Linked DNA regions of Mus musculus: region 2 is linked to region 1. Evidence: chromatin contacts called from public promoter capture Hi-C data. All regions are on one chromosome and are shown on one strand. The core of a region is the stretch at or near the end of the contact, and the rest is flanking DNA. Distances in the headings are between cores, read along the strand shown.

Region 1 (3,386 bases), core at 42-2,541:
TCCTTTTTGACCCTGGCACCTACCAATCTTTCCATAAAAGCAGAAATCTTTGTTACCCTGGCTTGTCATTTTGTCCCCAGAGTCTGGACTGGCATTTAGAAAGAACAGGCACTCACAGTCAACTTTACAAAGACTGTGTTCTGAGAGAGTCAGTGTCTACTTGAGGGACCCATGCTGTGCTTGACTTGCTGGCCTGATGCTGCAGACCCTTTTGGTCTCTATCTGCATAGAACAGGGTCTCTGGTTGCAGGTGGACAAGGAGTCAGCAAATGACAGGCAAAATCAACACAAGAGGTTGTGTAGGATCTGAATGTATTGTCACCAAGTGAACACAAGTCTTATATAATGCAGAAAATAAAAGGGGTAGGAAGTCACAGCAGGCAAAGTACATTGAAGTTACCTGACACAAAACAAAGGAATGACTTCAAAGGGACTTACAGGAACCAGGTAATATTTACAGTAAAGATAAAACTGTCCTACCTAGGGTCAGCTTAATGAAAGGTAAGGATTTCACACCCTAGTCACAATTTGTGCTACTCCTTTGAACCTTGTGAAAGCTAGCACCAGGGGGGTCTGCTCTAGCAGATCTTCTCATGAATAATGCAATACCACAATCCCCCTATTTCCTAGGCCTTGATAAATTCTCCTATGAGTGTAACTTGGCTGTTCTTTTAAGTATCTGTGGAGAATCTCCATTTGTCCAAAGAATTCACCAACTTGCTTCTAATATGCAATGTAGCCTATTATACCTGGCTGTAGTGAAGATTCCTGTCTCAGTGGGATTCCTTAACTCTTACATCATAACCAGCCTATTAGCTAAGCCATTGTGTATTCCCTTGTTTGGGTGAGACTGGCTACTGTCCTAAGTAATCACTGCAGACTAGCCCTGAGCTATTCCAGCTCCATTCTTTGTAATGCATAGTTAGTTTCACTGTTTCTACTAGAAGAAAATTTGAATATTACTGAATAGATAGCCTTCTCACTGAATTCCAAGCTCATCTGCTTCAAGGATTTTCTATGACGTTGGAACACTGGTGGAGGCTTACCTATGTCAGAATTCAATCTTTAGTGGCACTTATAATAAAATAATACTAAAAGAGAGCACGTGGATCCATACACCAGACTAACTCTGGGATATGGTATGAGTATACAGGTTATGAGAACGCCTGGTTCCAGGAGGTTAAGTTTCCTTGAAACTCTTTGCCTCATGAGTGCTTCCAGGCCTCTTGGCCTGCCAAGCAGACTTCACTGGAGTGTGCGTAGCAGCCTGACTCACTGAAGCGTTCTTGAGTGAGTCAGCACTGTTGGTATCTGTAACACTGACTTGTGCACTCAGAGAGACACTTTACAGGGGTGGGAGGGGAAGGTGAAGTACAGAACAGAAGACGACAGAGACACGGGCTATTAAACCAATATGAAAATTATTTAAAGTTGGGAGATGTTATATAGCAATATTTTGATTCAGAAAAAAACCTACAACTTTCGCTGTTACTACTATTTGTGACATTATTTTCCTGAGTTAGTTGATACAGTAAGAAAATACCAGAACTATCATCCAGCTGAATGAAACAGCATTTTATACTGGGTACAGACAGATTCTTAAATGATCTCATTTTGAAATTTGAATAAAAAGCATTTACTTTGCAAATAAAGGTATTTGTCAATGAAGAGCTGCATGTGTTTTAAAAAGCCTCTTTGGAAGTAGCACAGTTGAATGGTCAGTAAGGATCACTCACTGTGGAGCAGGTGCTGTGTGTTGTGCCTTAGATACATTCTCTCAACAATTGTCAGCGCTATCCGATTTCAAGCTGACAGATGTAACTTAAATCTCACTGTTTGACTGTAATGTTAGGTTTGTAAGAAGAATGGAAGAATGTAATTGATTTTGATAGTGCTCTGAAAAATAAAAACAGCCTTAGCTAAGGATTGAACGAGTACAAGTGAGCAATACAGACTCCTTTCTTCTTTGGTCTGCATCTCAGAAAATGTTTCTCTCTTCCTCGCTGTAGTTGCCAATTTCTGAGATAAAAGTTTAAATTCTGAGAAAAGCAAGAGGGTTTTATGAAAGCAGCATAATTATACATCTTAAGCAGAACATGATGTTCTAGGACCCCTGCAGGTCACAGACAGCCTGTGGTGGAGCATAGCATTCCATTGGCTGACACTGATTGCAGGCAGGGAAAGAGGAGAGGGGAAGATTCCCACAGTGGCATGAGGTTAATGGAGGTTCCCAGCGTCAGGGTAAGAATCAGCCAGGAAGGAGGAAGCTTTCTGGTCTAGAGGTATAGAGTTATAGAAGAGTCACCCGGTTCTCCACGAAGGAAAATGGATACAGCTGCAACTGGAGGAATCGCAGCAGGAACACACAGTGGAGACTGCTCTTTTTGTTTTATAGTGCAAAATAAAATGTTGCCGACCATAGTCATTCAAGGATAGTGTCTGCATTATGATTGTGCATTTAATGTTTGTTTATATTTAAGGACAAAATAGATTGGCATTACTAATTACTTCATAGTAATAAAGTTCTATGGAAACATTTATACGTATGTAGATTGGGCATAAAGGAAGAATCATATAAGGAAGACAATTATTTTTTTCTTTTGTGACCGGGCCTGACTTAGCCCAGGCTGGTCTCAGATTGTCTATACATTGAAGGATGGATCTATGTCTTGAACCTCTGATCCTTGTGCCTCATCCTGCCACCCCCAAGTGTCACAATTACAGGCATGTGTCACCACACTCAGCAGTTAATATCTTTCACGAGATTTAAAGTTTGATTTGTGTTTCATAAAATTCAAGTAGAGAGCAATGTTCTTATATTTGCTTCTTGGCCATTTTACCATCCATCCTGCCTGTAATAAAAAAAAGAACTGAATCTTCTGAAATTCTTTTAAATGTGCAGTTGAGCTTAAAAGAATAAAAAACAATCCCCTGGGCTGAAAAGGGTTTCTAAAACTAGGTTAGCCTCTAAATGCACGTGCTCGTGTCTTTGCTACAGCCTGTCAGAGGCGATCACAAGACTGCCACAGGAGTTGACTCTCAAGAGCAGGATGATGCTGAGTCGGGTATAGGGACACTGGCTTGCCTGTTTGCTTTACTATAGACTCTGTGTTGCTCTGGCTAGGCTTGCTCTCACAATACCTATTTTCTGAGCACCAGTTCAGATGTGCCACCATATCTGGAGGTGGCTCGACTTTTAACAGAATTTTACAGGTTGCAGGATAGAGTCTGTATCAGGTTGGGATAACTCACAACTTTTTACCCAGCAGTGCCACCTATAGGTCTCCTCTGTTTGGGACAGAGCAGTAGAATGGAGAGAGCCCTCCTTGGTTGCTGAAGGTATGATGGTGATTAACTACTAGTGAGGGAAGGAAGCAACTATGCCT
Region 2 (3,599 bases), core at 444-2,943, 850 kb after region 1:
GCCCCGTGTCTATCTGCAGCATCTAGGACTACTTGGTGCCCAGTCTGCCTCACTCTTTCACTTCTCCAGGCTTTGCCTCCAGCACTGCCCCCCTGCAGGATCTCCTCACTTTGTCCACATCTGGCACAGAGTTAGAGCCCTCACTTCTGCAGCTGCATGGGGCCTGTGGGTCAGAGCAGCTCCTTTCCCCTGGCACTCCTACTTAGAACAAAGTAGCCTTTCTTTTAGTTCCCAGCTGACCAACCTCACACAAAAGAGGAACACCACCAACCAGAATAAAGAGGTAGGAGCAAAAGATCAATAAACATATAACTGCATTGAATGTAGCAGTGTTCTCTTGTTGGCAAGGGGTAGCCTCTAATGACAACAGGCACATAGAGATTGTCACTCACACTCTGTGACTCCTGGGATGGCCCTCTGGCCTCTGTGCTATTATGAGTCCCTTTATGGATGAGGAAACTGAGGCACAGAGAAGCTTAGCCATTTCCCCCGACACACAGCTAAGTTATTATGGTATTCCAAGTTTGCTGACGCCTCAGACACAGCCAACCTTCACCAAGCTGAGAAGTCTGTTGTTCCTAAGGCTTGACAGTGGTGGTGAACAGGTGGGTGATAAAACAAGACTCTGGATGCTTTCAAGACGGCACAAGGGGCCTGGGACCAGGATGTGAGCTCTGTTCTAAGGTCTAAGTATTTCTGCTCAGATGGAAGGTATCCTGGGACAGAGGCCAAGGTGCTTTCGTGTGGGCTGCTGGGTGGTGTCCAAGGAGAATCCTGGGAGCCTGGAAACAGCCAGAGGCCTGCAGGCAGAGGGAAAGCTGTCCAGGTTGGGATACATTTGAGTCTCAAGGGACCTAAGAACACACACTGACAGGTGGACCTGTGGTCAGCAGAGAATCACACTCATACACACACACACACACACACACACACACACACACACACACACACACATGATCCCTTCCCTGGCCAGCACTGAGATGCTACACCATTAAGACCTTGGATTGAGATAAGAATGGGGGCCTCTATTGAAAGCAGCCCAGTATCCCAACCATTACAATGTGCCTAAGTGTCAGTTGAGACCTTAAACTGACCACCACATGCACTCCATGGGTACTGACATGATCCAGCTATATCCCTCCATCCTTTCTGCTCTCAGACCAGGTGTCTAAGGAGCCTGGTGCTGAATGCATCTAATGCTGCCTGTGAGATGAGCTGGGTCTGGAACCTGTGGCCAAAGTCTGAATCTACCTCTCATGCGAGTCTAAAACCTAGATATTAGGGTGTACTTCTCCTCATTCCCTAGGGGCAGAGTGGTCCCCTGTCTCTTGGCCAGTAAATTGCCTTGGTGATGAACCCTCTACAGCACTGTCCTTCTAGGTGATGTGTGGTTGTCACAGCCTAGGAGAGCTAGAATTCCAAGCCTTCCTATGCAGCAGTAGGAATTGGAGAATGGTGCATCGTCCTTGGAGAGGTTGATGCAGCAATCTCACTCTAGGCAGGTACTCAGAGGAACAGGAAGCAAGGACATGGCAGGCACTGCAGCCAGCGTCCACCATGCTTCTCATAGCTGGCAAAGGGCTTGTGAATCAAGGGTCCCCCAACAGATGCATGAATGAGCAGAGTTTGCTCAGGCCACACACTATTACTACATTAGACAAATGAGGGCGGTGCCATTTCCTACACTCTGTGTGTGAGCCTGCCAATATGCTCACAGGGAAAGAAGCCAGACACAGTAGGGCCTGTGTGATGTGAGTCACAGACATGTGATATCCAGAACAGGAGGATTCGTGAGTATAAAGGATGTTCTAACGGTTGTCAGGAGCTAAGGGGAGGAGGGAGGGGATGACTCATCAATGGGCATGCAATCTGTTGAGCAGTGACTAACATAGCTTAAAACTAGACACTGGAAAACCTTCCTAGGCAGGAATGAAATGTGAGACCTGAGGGAGGTTCTCTGAGCTTTAAGGATGTGAAAGGGCTGGGCAGCAGAGGAAAGGCCCAGCTGCAGGGGAACTTTTGTCAAAGATGGAGTCGCAGACACCAGGCTCTGCCCAGAGTCTGTGGGGGTGGGGAGTAGAGCTCCTCTCTGTCACCTCCAGGCCTGCTGAGGAGGACTTGGCCAGCTGCAATCCCTCCTTGCCACTTCCCTGGCTTTGTCCTTTCACAGCGAGGAGAAATAGAAGCACATTTTAGTATCCTTTGGAACATTCCACCTTCTGGGGCCAAGGAGGAAAAATCTGACAGGGAGTTTAAGGTCAGTAGGGCAACCTAGTGAGGCGCTGCAGCAAAACAAAAATGTAAGAAGAGGGTTGTGCACACGTGTACACACATACACATTCACAAACACACAGACACACATTACACACCTGCTCAGGAATGACTCAGTGCTAGGGCATTTTCTATGTACCAGGTTCTGAGTTCAAATTCCAGTGTTCTCCCCAAAAGAAAAACCCATCTATGAAGACTGTGGATGTAATTAGTGACAGTTTTACTGTGGTCCAGGGTCACCATTTTGGCTTTTCTGTCACTGACAAGCAGCTTGAGGGATTTTATTGTTTGAGGAAAGGGCTGTGTATAGACACCTAACCCACCCAGCTCCCTTCATCTGACAGCTGTGCCACACTGAGAGCTCCCAGAACTATATGGGGGAGAAGAGGAAAAAAATTCTTGTTTGTTTGTTTGTTTGTTTGTTTGTTTGTTTGGATTTTGGGAACCTTTTGTTGTTGTTGGTGGTGGTGGTGGTTGTTGTTGTTGTTGTTGTTGTTGTTGTTGTTGTTGTTGTTTGAGACATGGTTTCTCTGCATAACTCTGGCTGTCCTGGAACTCACTCTGTAAACCAGGCTGGCTTCAAAGAGATGCCTCTGCCTCTGCCTCTGCCTCTGCCTCTGCCTCTGCCTCTGCCTCTGCCTCTGCCTCTGCCTCTGCCTCTGCCTCTGCCTCTGCCTCTGCCTCTGCCTCTGCCTCTGCCTCTGCCTCTGCCTCTGCCTCTGCCTCTGCCTCTGCCTCTGCCTCTGCCTCTGCCTCTGCCTCTGCCTCTGCCTCTGCCTCTGCCTCTGCCTCTGCCTCTGCCACGAGACTTGGGATTAAAGGCATATACCATCATTGATCAGCTTTGAGAAATTCTTAAAAAACAAGAATATGTAGCATTCTCTTCAACACCTTCCAGAGGGGTAAAGAGGTAGAAAGACATCGTTTTATATGAGAGGCAACAACTGTGCATATGTACATATCATGCAATGTACATGTGTACATATTATATGTCATATGCACATATCACATCATATGAGGCAAATAAAATGATAGCAAGATGGTGGGGAAAGACACATGGCTCTCAGATTTTTCTCTGCACTTAGTCAGCCAGGGCACTTTTGCTCCATCCCTGCCCCAAGTCAGCTGAGGAAGGACCAGGGATGCGGTTGCTAAGGTTTATCCTTTTCCTCAAAGTACATAGTCACTTTTCTGCATCTGAGTGTCAAGTCCTACTGACTGGTCCTTTTCCATCATTAGGTTGATATGTAACCTTTATTATAGTGTTAAAAGCACCAGAGATGGCACGGGTGAGCAGATGGGACATATTTTTAACAGTCACAGAGTTG

The links. Promoter capture Hi-C pulls out the DNA fragments that hold promoters and counts their contacts.
Region 2: a promoter capture Hi-C map of trophoblast stem cells shows a contact between it and region 1, with 9 times the contacts expected there. The contact joins two enhancer-like sites. A contact is called at or near these places in 2 of 39 promoter capture datasets (the C10 cell line and trophoblast stem cells) and 1 of 484 Hi-C or Micro-C datasets (cortical neurons).

What each region holds. Positions count from the first base shown.
Region 1 is chr12:103,564,055-103,567,440 of GRCm38.p6, forward strand. The region is part of intron 3 of Ppp4r4 (protein phosphatase 4, regulatory subunit 4); the gene reads left to right. Among named protein-coding and RNA genes, the nearest start is that of Ppp4r4, 33 kb to the left of the region's middle. Within about 2 kb of position 1,292, at least 34 of the 459 cell types and tissues checked have an H3K27ac peak or open chromatin away from gene starts, as enhancers often do. A contact at or near this core is called in trophoblast stem cells, where this site is marked.
Region 2 is chr12:104,414,013-104,417,611 of GRCm38.p6, forward strand. It overlaps Serpina3n (serine (or cysteine) peptidase inhibitor, clade A, member 3N), which reads left to right. Exons shown (of 5, transcript NM_009252.2): 5 at 1-317. Among named protein-coding and RNA genes, the nearest start is that of Gm24334, 3.6 kb to the right of the region's middle. Within about 2 kb of position 1,694, at least 100 of the 459 cell types and tissues checked have an H3K27ac peak or open chromatin away from gene starts, as enhancers often do. A contact at or near this core is called in trophoblast stem cells, where this site is marked.